2 separate regions of the Rattus norvegicus genome follow, and region 2 is linked to region 1. A link is a contact called in public Hi-C data. All regions are on one chromosome and are shown on one strand. The core of a region is the stretch at or near the end of the contact, and the rest is flanking DNA. Distances in the headings are between cores, read along the strand shown.

What was found. A called contact is a pair of places that touch in the nucleus more often than the background predicts.
Region 2: a Hi-C map of hepatocytes shows a contact between it and region 1, with 2.6 times the contacts expected there. The contact joins two enhancer-like sites. A contact is called at or near these places in 10 of 12 Hi-C or Micro-C datasets (the A7r5 cell line, the Rat2 cell line, Schwann cells and 6 more) and 1 of 1 datasets of contacts at active chromatin or transcription factors (oligodendrocytes).

The regions. Positions count from the first base shown.
Region 1 is chr2:173,359,217-173,366,108 of GRCr8, forward strand. The region is part of intron 3 of Fhip1a (FHF complex subunit HOOK interacting protein 1A); the gene reads right to left. Among named protein-coding and RNA genes, the nearest start is that of Fhip1a, 27 kb to the right of the region's middle. Within about 2 kb of position 2,590, at least 5 of the 93 cell types and tissues checked have an H3K27ac peak or open chromatin away from gene starts, as enhancers often do.
Region 2 is chr2:173,599,982-173,606,663 of GRCr8, forward strand. No RefSeq gene overlaps it. Among named protein-coding and RNA genes, the nearest start is that of Sh3d19, 51 kb to the right of the region's middle. Within about 2 kb of position 3,165, at least 17 of the 93 cell types and tissues checked have an H3K27ac peak or open chromatin away from gene starts, as enhancers often do.

The DNA of each region.
Region 1 (6,892 bases), core at 1,340-3,839:
GATTATCTGAGTAACGGAAAATTTCCATGTATAGTGAATACTACTTCACTGAAAACACAAAGCCTAACTCAGGAGTGATCCACTGGGGAAAAGAGATGCTTCCTCAGGCTTTCCCTCATGTCTATTCCAGATTAACATGACAGCCCTATTTAATCCTGGTAAGGCTGATTCCCAACTCACGGGTGGAAGGGGAATGTCTGGGCTAAGGTCTCAGGCAGCAGACTACAGAAGGCAGGGTCGCATCCTGTGCCTGCACTTTCTCCCCGGACTCTATCTGCCTGCTGGGCTAAGTGCATCATTTTGGGGCAGAATTTTATATTTAGACCAATTTTCCCAGGCACAAAAACTATAACAAAAACAAGCTCTGATAACAAAAGACAAATTTCACTCCTGGCTTATTTTCCATGAACCACAAAGAAATCTCCACACAATGGAGAGACCGAAACCACACACGTGTGTGTCAGAACAAATTCAATAATTCCAGTCATTGTGGTCGTTTTCCTTCCGTCATCCACAAACCTGCTCATCATCTGGCACTGGATAGGCTCAGCAGAGCATCTCATCAGGATGCAAGTCAAACAGAAACAAGGGGCAACATTTCCTACAGGGAGCCAGCATGGGGCAAGAGACAACCAAGGCAAGATAGTAACAAGCAGGCAACACCCCTCGGCTGGGCTCCTCACCCTCCATTTTCTTACAACTCGCCCGAAGATAAACTCACAGGACGTTTTCTGCTGATCAATTTCAAACACTCTCTTGGGATGGTGCATTGGGGAAGAATAAATGATTCACCCCAAACTTCGGAGCAGCTCTTTCCCTCTTGTTTCTGAGGTGACCACCACCCGGCTTCCATGGATAAGGCGGGGGTTTTGTGTAAGTCTTGTTTTGTGTCTTCTGTGTGAGGGAGAGGGAGGCCCTCCGTGCACTCATTGGGATTAAAGAGAGAAATCTAATTTCTCAGTTCAAATCAGAAGTCACTGGAAGTTTAATTTCTTCTCCTACAAAGAGAGCACGGCAGATAGAATGGCACTGCCCGCCTCAGACTCTAAAACAGAACTCTGTGCTCATCTGTGTGGGAAGACAGAAGATACACTTGGTCACCTAACTTCTGTGAGTCTAAAACATGGTAAGACCAGGCAAGAAGACCTGGAGCTGACAGGACAGAATCAGGCACGTCTGGGGGCAATTGTTCAATGGCACCGGCAGGCTTCCTGAGACACCCACCTCTGAGCTGACAGAGCACTCATGTCAGCTATTTGGGAAAGGGCTACCTTGGATAGAGGTAGCTCTCCCCAGCCCATGGTCTGTTTAGCCGATGGTCTGGTCAGAAGAGAGGGTGCTTTTTAATCCTTAAAGATTTGCCTCTGCTTTCTGTGGAGACAGCCCCCTCACCAAGGCATAAAGCCTGGCAAGGAAAGTGTGAGCTCATCTCTCCTTGCAGTGCCGTAGACTGCAGTAGACAACCTGCCCAGGTCTGCCCATGGCTCTGCAGTGCCTGGGTCTCTCCTGTAGCTACAATCACAGAGACTTGTAGCTTCCCATCAAGAGAAACACAATTCACTAATAGCTAAGAAGCTCTGGATTTATGGGAGACACTAGGAAACGTTTTCCCCAAGTTCAGTCCCCTTCCTCAGAAGAAACTCTGACTTTGTAGTTTAAAAACGGGTTTCCTCTGCATCTGGCTGTGGCTACTGCCTGTGTTCTGATCAGGAACATAGTCTATAAATAGAAGCCATGCTAGGAGTGGGAAAGGATCTGGGAAGGGAGGTCTCTGTGATCCACAGCTTAATCTGTGCAAACCAATGCAGGGGTTGCTCTTAAACCAAGGTGATTTGCATTGTAAATGTTAACAGAGATCTCCTCCCCAGCATTTAAGGCACTGCCTGGCACATACTGGGTACTCAAAATAAATGTGCTGAAATAATTAATGAAATGAGTGTTTCATAATAAGAGAAGGGCAGCCAACGCTGACAGCTGATAATAAAGCAGAAGTGGAATGGCTGCTGTGACCCCACCTTCAAGTAATCCTCAGACACATGACATCAGTCCCTCCCCTCAGACGCATGACAGCAGTCCCTCCAAGATTGATTACACCCTGACTCATCGTAAAAAGCACATGGCCCAGCACACGGTGCTCGCCAGGGATAAGCACGGTGTGCATTCTGATATTTATTACTTGCTTCTATTTTAAATGCTAGCCATGACCTATCAAGCTGACTTTATAACTCATTAATGTGTGACTCTTTAAAACATTGTATCTGTATAACATTCCCTACTGAGTTTTCTGCTAACAAATAAGAATCAATACTAATATTTAGTTTCATAAGAATTCTAGAAAAGTTTTAAATTTAATGGAAAGAAAGTAACACAAATAACCAAAATAGCATGTTTAGTTATGACTGCAATTTCTCTATAAAAAATAAACACAATCATCGAGGACCTTAAGAAACACAATGCCACACTACACAACACAATACTACATCACACAGCACACCACCCCACTCATCACACCACACTATGCCACACTGCACTACACTCCACACCACTCCACACAAGTAAAGATGCCGTCGCCCAGCATGTAGGTGCCAGGAGCTGGCTAGCCAGCTCTCGTCTTTCATCTATCCCAGCTCCTGGTGTTGGGTCATCCTGGCAGAGAGCTATCTGCTCCTCTTCTAGCCCCCATACAAGCTGTTGTCCTCTTGAGGAACCTAGTTTATAATGGCTTGCCCTGGTGACTAAGTACTGTGGTAACTGCCCTTGAGGTTTACTGATCAGAGAATACAAGTGAGCTTTCTTTCTGAGCTGAGATCCTCTGAGGGACGCTGGGTAACGACTTAAGGTAGCATTGTGGGGTAGTATAAGATGGCGTGCAGTGAGAAGACACTTGCATTTAATGCTTAGTATCTGGGGCCCCGGGCAGGCCAAGACACTTTTGTTGTCTCAGTAGCTACAGGTATAGCACAAGCTCACACACCCGTAAATCCTCCACAGTGCATTCACACACACAATACAAGAAGGGCAGCAGTGAGGTATGGCAGAAGCGTCCATGTAGAGCATTTTGCCATAGAACTGGACAAAACCGTAGCTGTTAGGCTCTGTAAGATAACAGAAACATACCTTGAAAGGCTCACTGGACCATTTAATGCAATCATTGAGCTTCCCACTAACTCTTCGAGGGCTAATCTAAGGCCGTATATCTGACAGACGGCCTACAACCAGGAAGAAGCCTTGTTTCTCCCACAACCATTCTTTTTTTTAAAATGAATTCTTTTTTTTTTTTTTGGTTCTTTTTTTTTCCAGAGCTGGGGACCGAACCCAGGGCCTTGCGCTTCCTAGGTAAGCGCTCTACCACTGAGCTAAATCCCCAACCCTTCCCACAACCATTCTTAGCTGTAAAACACTGATGTTGACCTAGAGAACCATGACCTTGGTTCTAAAATCCTGACACCCTCTGACTTGGAGCTAATGTGAATTGTGTGTCTCAAGTGTCTCACTTCCTAGCATAAGAAATACAACCAGTGCGGTAAAAAGGATGCCACTGTTCCTCTGATACATTTGCTCTGCCAATTGTGAATCGATCACGTGAACTGCATATACACAAGTGAAGATACACAGAAGGACAAAACGTGTCTGCAGGCCCTAACACACTGGCCGACGAAGCCCATACAATGACAGAGGTGCTGAGCCCTGGCCTTGATCGCACATGACAGCTCAGAGGCGGTTTACAGATGACAGAAATCAATGTGTGCTCAAGTGCAAAGCTTGTCTCAGTGTGGAGCTTGTTCTGGGACTTAAATAAATGCACTCTGGGTGGACAGGCAGGAAGTAAAAGGGACAACCCAGCAGGAGTATGGGAACAAGAGCAGACCCTGCAGAGGGTGACAGGCTGCATGCGGCCAGGTTAGACGCAGTCTGCAAAGCCAGGCAAAGGGGTCCAAATGGTCTTCTGAGGGTAACAGGGCACATTCTTTGGAATGGAGAAACCTATAATAGCCATTTTTTTTATAACCTAGTTAGATGTATGGGAGATAAGGCTTTTGGAGCCTGGGCACAGGAGAGTGAAGCCTGTGTCTGTCCACCACTCATGATCTGCAGAGGGCTTTGCCTGCCTCTTCCAGCCTTTCTCCCCAGGAGGTGATGAGAGACTGAGTCCACCTCTTCTCCTCTTCTCTCCGGAGGCCAGTGTTCTGGCAGGAAGCACACATTTGTCTGTGCTCCTCCTACCACAGCTTCTATGGCTAATCTAATTCTGAGGTCCAACACTAGAAAATGTCATCTACAAGAAGCCCTACTCTCCAGCGTAAGTTTTACAAGTAATGAAGATGCTACCTGGTAATCCACCTGCCTGAGTGGTCTTTTTCCTATTTCCCACTATCTCAGAACACAGGTAAGGAAAACTCAGATTATATGGACTTTTCTGGAACTTTATTTCAGATTGCTTTGGCAGTGAGCTCCGTTTATACTGATTCATGAAGATGCTTTTTACTGTCAGGCTGAACACATCGGTGAAGTGGCACTGTCCTCCACATACTGCTAAATCATGGCAAATGACAGCAGCAAGACAAACTCCCAACAGCACCCAGGCAATCCCAACGTGGAGTCCATACAGAACCCTAAACTGATGGGTGTCGTACTGGGGCCCTCACCACCCTTAGTCACCCACACTGGCTCAACATTCATGGATGCTAAATGCCACCCTGACACCATGGCACCAGGTAAGACATGTCAAAACAAACACTAAAAGTCATATCTCTCTCATTGTTTAAATAGAAATCTATATTCCATATCCTCTGAATTAGCAGCCGAATGTGCACAAAAAAATGAGTGAACGATAAAATTAATTCTCCTACGGAGGAGTGTAGTTTAATATAAAATGTCCCCTGAAGGCTCTATGTGTTGATATCCCAGCTGATGGCACTTTTAAGAGATAACTGGATCATGTGCGCTAACTAACTTCACCAGTGAACTCACCCATGAGTTAATCCACTGAGATGTTCATAGGTGAACAGGGCTGGATGGAGGAAGTAGGTCACCGGAGGCGGGAAGTAGGTCACCAGAGGCAGGAAGTAGGTCACCGGAGGCAGGAGGTAGGTCACCAGAGACAGGAAGTAGGTCACCGGAGGCACGAAGGGTATATCTTTGAAATTATTTATTTACTTATGTGTATGACTGTTTTGCCAGCACATTACATGTTTACCATGTGCATGCCTGGTGCCCATGGAGGCCAGAAGAGGACATCAGATGCCCAGGAACTGGCATTGTAGATGACGAGCTGTCATGTGGGTACTGGGAACTGGGCCTGGGTTGAAACAGTCTGAACCACCGAGACATCTCTCCAGACCCCGAGGGTATATCTTATTCTCAGATCCTGCCTGCCGTCCACACTCCTCTGCCCCATCTGTTTCTTCCCCTCAGCCACATGCTTCCCACCCAGATGTTCCACCTCACTAAGGGCTAAGAGTCAATGGAGCCCTGTGACATGGACTAAAACTGTGAAGACAATATAACCCCTTCCCCACTTGGGCTGAATCTCAGGCGTTCTGTCACAGTGCTGAGAGTGACTAATGCAGGTAACTGCATGTGAGGGGCCGATGTGTGATGGAACTGAGGTTGGTCACATGCGTGCTATGTGGGGAGGGACAACCTGAGAACACCTTTCCCGGGACCTCTGTCAACACCTCTTTGTCATCCCCACTAGACGACAACTACATACAGGCCATGAAGCTGCTATTTCCAAAAGAAGAAAGGAATGCTGTTAATTATAATCTTCATTAATTATATATGATTTGTGATGGCTCCCCAAATGACTACTCTTCACAGAGTCCTAGCTTTTTGTCAACAATGTGTTAGGTACTTGACACACATTATTGGGGCTAATTCTCCTTGGTCCTTTAAGATAATTAACAGAAAAACTAAGGCTCAAAAAAATTGCCCAAAAAACACACAAGAAATGAAAGAGAGCAGATTCAAGCCAATGTTCCATGTTCTTTCTATTACTTGAAAGGATGCCAGGGCAACACTGTAGGCGGCAGTCTTCTGAGATCCTTCAGAACTGGGCCTTTGCATCAACTGCTTGGACCAGCTAGGTGAACAAGATCCTCTTCGGAAAGGGGGTATATTACCACACCCCAAAGGACTTGTGCTACTCCCTGATGTCTCGTCATTCCACAGACATTCCACATCTTCTAGCCAACTCAAATCAAGATTTTCCCCCCAGGCCAAAGAAAACAGCTCCAAGTGTCATGCCAGGCCCCTATTCCAGAAACTTCTTCCAAGAACTGGTTGGGTATACTTCCTTTAAATCCATAGGTAAAGGTGAAATCTAATACTGAACCAATAGAAAGACCAAACACTTCTGGAAAAACACCTACATCCCTGCAGTCACTGGACTGGACCCACAGTATCAAATGAGCGCTCTCACATGAGGGCATTTTCAAGGCCACCATACTGAAACTGGCACTCAGAACCTGATTTTGCTAACAGACAGTGGCTCCTCACTTTTCCCCATGAGGTAACTGCAGAGAGGATGAGCGCCTGGCACCTCTGCTTTCTATTCCCGTCTGCACTCAGTGGACATCACAGAGGTAAGCAATCGCCCTTAAACTTCCCTCGTGCATTACCTTCAACTCTGGGAAGGACAAAGCTTCCAAGGACAATCAGAAGGAGGCCAATAAACTATGATGCAAGGCTGCACCTTAGCATTAACAGCTTAGCAACCTAAAAAGTACTGTAGGATATTAGAACAGAATAGACAGGGCTGAGGCCAAAGATAGGCGACATACTGATACTACTCCATTTTGTCAAGCCCTTGCCCTCTACTTAAACCTAAACCTCATGTTGACACTCTAACTTGGGGACACTAAACCTCCCTGCTCCCAATGTATCAATGTAT
Region 2 (6,682 bases), core at 1,915-4,414, 240 kb after region 1:
GAACTTTATGGTTGGGGGTCCCCACAACATGAGGAACTGTGTCAGGAGCCTCGTTGGGAAGGTTGGGAAATACCGTGCTGGAGCATCCAGAAAGAAAGGGGAAAACTGTTCTTAGCAGACGAAGTGCTCCTGCACATAGAAAACGGAGTGGAATCTGTAAGAAAGACACTCGAACTAGCAAATAGGATTAATAGGGTTTCAGGATGTAAGATCAATATACAAAAATCAATACTACAGATCGTTTGATAAATCAAACCTGTCTGGCCATTTGTTAGTGAGATACTACGAGGGTACATATATGTGACCGTATACTTCGTCAGAACGCATAGATATACCACACAAAGACTGAGCCATGAGTAAACTGGAACTTTAATAATAATACGTCAACATGGACCCACCAATATACCAAGTACACCGCCACCTAGAACCAGCTCTCCTGTGAGATGTTAGTCGTGGGGGATACATTTCAGAAGAGGGAGCCGAGAGACTGTGAGAACCACAGGATGGGGACTTTGCTGTGAGTCTGTCTCTCTCAGTGGCGTCAGAAGCTGCACCCATCACATCTCACCAACACGACTGGATAAATGTGAGCTGGACAAAGACGACAGACAGGCCAGAGTGGACGGGGAAAAGCCCATGAGGCCTCAGCCCTACACAGAGCTGCAGGCGTCTAAGGAATGCGGAGAGCGGGAGAAATGATCTTCCCCAGGGAGGAGCAAACCAGTTGGTTGTCCAATACCCAATGGTCAGCCCTGAAAATATAGGCATACAAGTAACATTACACAGCCTGAGCAGGTTGTACTTAGGGATATAGATGTGCATACATATATGCGTGTGACAACAATTAATGAAAAAAAAAAAGTCCATGCATCTGAAAAAGAGCAAGGAGGGGTAGATGGGGAGGGCGGAGGAAGAAAAAGGGAAGGAGGAGATGATGTAATTATATTATAATCTCAAAAATAAAAAAGAAACCTCTGAGGCTACACAGAAAAACAACCTGTCTTGAAACACCAAAATAAATAAGTAAATACATTTTAAATGTGTCTGTTTGTCTTTCTGCTTACTGTCCACCAGGTGGTAAGAAGCCTCTTCTAGCATAGTCTCCTGGCAGCGTGTTCTGTCCAACGGCATGGGGCCAAGTGACCACGGACTGACCCTGAACTGGAACAACCTGATATGACTCCCGATAGTATAAATTATGACGTACACAGCATTTCCCAGCACACACGTCTGCCAAAATATGTGACCTGAATCTCTTCCTGCCTGTGGCTTAATTTCCTGTTTCCAGGAAATACATCGGGCGTATTCAAGGGCACCTCCAGAAATAATCAGGCATGTTCAGAGAGCAGGGCACTCCAAGATGTCTGACTTGATTGCTTCATGAAGTCAACGCTAAGGAAATAAAGTGAAGATTAAACTAAAGGAGAATGTAAGTGACAACCCCATAGCCAATATTTACATATACACTTTTATTTGTAAGAACTTTAAATAAACCCTGTGTGCTCGCTACAGGGAAATTTAAAAGCCATAAGAAAATTAATGATCATATATAATTACAACTAATTAGTGATTTGTTGAAATGTTCTTTCCAAGGCCTTGTGAGTTGGCTTCTCAATCTCTGGCCAGCATTAAGGGAGAGCCTATCAGTGAGGAAATGTGGAGCGGTACCGTAAGCATCACCAGCCTCAGCTAACTTAAGATCTGTCCTTTTCTTCATGTGGAAGACTAGATAGTCATCTGTTTGGGTATTTCCCTCATTAATTTTCTCCTAACTACAAAAGTGTTTGTGTTCTGTATTTTATAAAATTATAAAACATAAGAGGAAAATAAGACTTCAACAATATGTCTACCGATTACAGATTTTATTCTGTGTACGTGCCTCTTAAACACTTCAGTAACACTAGAATCTCAAATCGTTTGGGTATCTGGATTTTGCTTCTGTTATTGTCGTTGTTTGATTGGGGGCTGGTATTTGTGGTCACACATGGGCACAGATTCGTGGGCATTCGTGACGTGGAGGTTTACATGGGAGTGTCTTTCCTTAATGACCTGACACCTTAGTTTCTGAAACAGGGTCTTGCTGAACCTAGAGCTAGCCAGCAAATCCCAGGGATCCTCTCATCTACTTCTGCAGCTCTGGGGTTACAGTGCCCTGCTTTTTAACTGGATGCTGGGGATCCAAACTCAGGTCCTTGTGCTTAGCATCAAGCACTTTACCAATTAAGCCACCTTCTCAATACCCAGGCACCCACACACTTTTTTTTTCATTTTTAGACAACATCCCATTGTGAGGCACAAGCTAGTCTCTAACTTGCAATCCCCCTGCCTTAACACTCTGAGTACAGGGGTTACAACTGTGTCACCATAGCAGGCTTGTCTTTTTTTTTTTAACAAAATTTATTCTCATTTATCATTGTTCCTACCTTTAAGTAATGTCTGGAACACACATTTACATAGCTGCACTGCGTTTCTTCGAATGACCATTTAACAAGTCGTTTTACCAGCCCTTCATCATTAAATATTTCTATTTCAAAAAATTCCACAAGGCATGACCACTGTTCACTGGAGTAGGGACCGTGTAATAAGCCTGTAGTAACTGTCATTTAATAAGCCACAGAAGTTACGGTGAACCGAGGGACGAGATGGATGATAGGGATAAAGAATGTCTTCCACCTGGTTCCAGGAGATCGGGTTTTATTGCCCTAGCAAGGGAGTCCCTGGAACCCGCCTCTCTTTAGGGTTCCTACTGTCTGCTGAGCTGCACTGCATCCCTGTGGCCATGAGTGGTACTGCAGCACGGAGGCCTCAGCCAAGCTGCTTAGCGTCCTTTCCTGACCGATTTTTAAATCCAACTTAAAACTGTGACGGTTTTCCTTCAGCTCTCAAATTGGAAATTTACAAGCTCAAACTGATAGACTGTGTGATATTTCCCTTGTAATAAACACTACGTTAGTGTCTTGAGCATTTAACTAAAACAAACAAAAACCCACCCAGCTGCAGCGTCTGTCCTTCCTCCCCGCATCTCCCTTGATCAAGCCCTTTTGCTTTAGTCATATTGAAGCAAGTCCTCAAACAAGTGGAGCTTTTCTTCTCTCCGGGACTTTCCACATGCTAAACAAGAACTCCTAAGGCTCCGGGTTCTTTGGATTCCAGTGGTTTGGTTGCCTTCCACATGTTTCACGGACTGTAAACAGTAATGCCCCACAAACTAATCTCCTTCCCTACAGGGCAGGAGTGTCTCCTCCCTTTACCCATTCTTTCTCGTACCTTGGAGACAGTAATTCCCAAACAGACACAGTGGAAATCTAGTGTGCAAAAACCCACAACGTGGTAGTGTATAGGGCAGTATATTCTCTCCAGGAAATGCCATTATATTTATCTCTGTCAGTGTTCCCGGGCAACTACTGAATAGCACAGACACTGACACCGAGAAGGAAGAGCAAGGGAGGGGAAGGTCTGGGAGGGAGGCTATTAACTGTGCACGAAGTATTGTTCCAGTAGGGATGAAGCTCGGGGTGTGGATGGTTTCCTGTTTTCTTGCTTGCTTGCTTGCTTGCTTGCTTGCTTTCTTTCTTTCTTTTTTTTTTTTTTGTATATACAGAGAACGTATATTTTAGCAAAAAAAAATCAAAAAGATAGAGTAATGTAGCTAATGCTGGTCTCTATTTTGCTATGTAGTCAGGGATGACCTTGAATTCCTGATCCTCCTGCATCTAAATCCCAACTGATGGGACCACAGGCATTGCTTGCTCTTTCAGTACTGGATACGGACCCAGGGCCCTCATGAAAGCCAGGAACGTGCTCTACAGCTGATGTTGTATCACCAGGCCACTGGACTTCACAAGGAGGTAAACCCAGACACCCACATTTCCAAAAGAATTTTAGGCTATGCACATGACCACCAACATACCACCAACACTGCAAGCCTTTGCCTCAGTGAAGGAAACCTTTTAGGCTCAAGTATTTTGTTTTTTAAAAGATTTATTTATTTATATGAGTACACTGTAGCTGTCTTCAGACACACCAGGAGAGGGCATCGGATCCCATTACAGATGGTCGTGAGCCACCATGTGGTTGCTGGGATTTGAACTCAGGACCTCTGGAAGAACAGTCAGTGCTCCTAACCGATTCATCTCTCTAGCCCTAGGCCCAAGTCTTAAAGAAGTAGTTCTAAGGGCTGGAGAGATGGCTCAGTGGTTAAAGAGCACTGACTGCTCTTCTAGAGGTCCTGATTTCAATTCCCAGCAACCACATGGTGGCTCACAACCATCTATAATGAGATTTGATGCCCTCTTCTGGTGTGTCTGAAGACAGCGACAGTGTACTTACATATAATAAATAAATCTTTAAAAAAGAAAAAAAGAAGTAGTTCTAAGAGTAAGAATTTCTGAGGCGGGGAGAGCGCTGCTTGAAAGCAGGACTGGTTTTGGAGACCTGCTGGGTTTGATACCTACCAACCATTCTTTCTTCTAAAAGCAACTGATCTTCCCCATGGGAAACTGCTGATTCCCTACCTACGTCTGTCCCTTGAGGCACATGAACATCTGCCTTGCTTCCCTACCCTGGCCCATGCCCACTCCTGCCCTGCACACTGCATCCAAGGTGTGATTTACTTTCATTGTGCTAAACAAGCCCTTGGATTCAGGCGCAGCTAAACCTTAAGACGAACCATCTACCCCCAGCCTTTTCCATCCCCGAGTCAGCCCATCCTCCCTTTACTGTGTTTTTCTAAGTGGTTTTGATAAGAGCTTTGTCATTTACAACATGAAAATTTCTGACAAATGCATATGCCTTCCAGCTGTGTCTACACACAGGCAGGGATTGATGTACCCTGATGTTCAGTTTTGTTCCGTGATAAAATTTCCTTCAGCATTCTAGGCAGAGCTCAAGATAATGAAACACAGAAATCCCACCTATTTGGAATACTCCGGCCCTGTTCAATGTATCTATTTTTAGCACGGCTCTTATAAGCTGTCCGCATACATAAACTGGAGATACGATATTTCACAGAGTGTTTGAAGGTGAAAGGGAAAAACTCACGTCACTTTATGCTAGCTAAGTGCAGGGTATTCCTCATCGCCGCCGTCATCATCTCATTTTCCGTCACGAAGTTCCTGGAAAGTTACTTATCGTCAGTATCAACGGTCACACAACGGTGACAGTAATCAAGCAAGAGCGCGGTGAAAACATTGTTCTCTGGCTCCTTTCAGGCTATAATCGTCCCAAGAATGTTCCAAAGATGAGTTTGAATAATGTCCCCCAAGTTTCTTTGAGAGCAGAAATGCTGTGCGTGACTGTACAGTGTGGTCATCTCCGCCCGCAGGTTGCTGCGTCTCTGATGTTCACTTGCATACACGCTTTATTTCAAAGCTTATTAATATCTTAGGCTTTTCATTTGATTGTAAAACAAAAAACCCACGGGCTGTTTGGGACAGTGTAGCTCCATACAACGACCAGCTTTATCGAGGTTTTCCTTCCCTCCGGCCTCTCTGCGAACCACCCTGACCACCCCCTGCTAGAAATTCCTTCCTCCCCCGTCCCAGCGGCGATGTGCTCCTACTTCTTCTTGGACTTTCAGCTACTTGGGATCCCTTCTTCTAGTTCCTGACTCTGGGGATCCCTCCCCCAAAGCTCCGGTTTCAGTCTCTGGCAGCTCCTGGGGACTTTATCCACTTTCATGCATCTTGAGTGACTCCATGAATAAGTCTTGAATAACTCCATCTTTCTATTATTTACTTTCTATGTGTGTCTTATCACAAAGTTTTTTCAGTATCTTCTGAAATTTTCCACAATCTTGGCATTTGCAACTGGCTGCCTTCACAATGCCTTGTGTCCAGTGTCACAACTGTGGTCCCCATGTCCTGCCCTCCTTGTTGAATCCTCTCTCCTTCTCTCAGTCTCCAAACACTTCAGTGTCTTCTGGCCTCAGCCATCCCCTGCTGTCACAAGCCCCACAGGAGCACAGGCCTCACCCCCTCACTGTCTGCCCTCATAACCAGTCTCCTTAGTATCTGTGGGTTGTAGCCAAACTGACAAAATTTGAGCTCTGATAAAATGGTGACCTCGAGAGGAACAAGAGCCATCTACGGGTCACCTGATGTTCCTAGCACATGCTACAGACTGCAGCACATACTACAGCATTTGGCTGATCATCATTTGCTACAAGGGAGTTGTGTGTGTGTGTGTGTGTGTGTGTGTGTGTGTGTGTGTCTGTGTGTCTGTGTGTGTATGTGTGTGTGTTTGTGTGTGTCTCTGTGTGTGTGCCTGTTTGTGTGTGTTTGTGTGTCTGTGTGTGTGAGTTTGTGTGTGTATGTGTCTGTGTGTGTGTTTGTGTGTGTGTGTGAGTTTGTGTGTATGTATGTGTCTGTGTGTGTGTGAGTTTGTGTGTGTGTCTGTGTGTATGTGTGTGTGTTTGTGTGTGTGTCTGTGTGTGTGTGCCTGTTTGTGTGTGTTTGTGTGTGTGTCTGTGTGTGTGAGTTTGTGTGTGTGTGTCTGTGTCTGTGTCTGTGTGTGAGTTTGTGTGTGTGTGTGTGTGTGTGTGTGTGTGTGTGTGTTCAGCTTGACATTTCTTAGCTTGACTGGGCCTTCATCATACAAATTATTCACACCATCTTACTTCTGAACACTTCACAAAGTAAACCTGTTATTAAATTCAATCTGGATTTTTAGAAGCTCACACCAA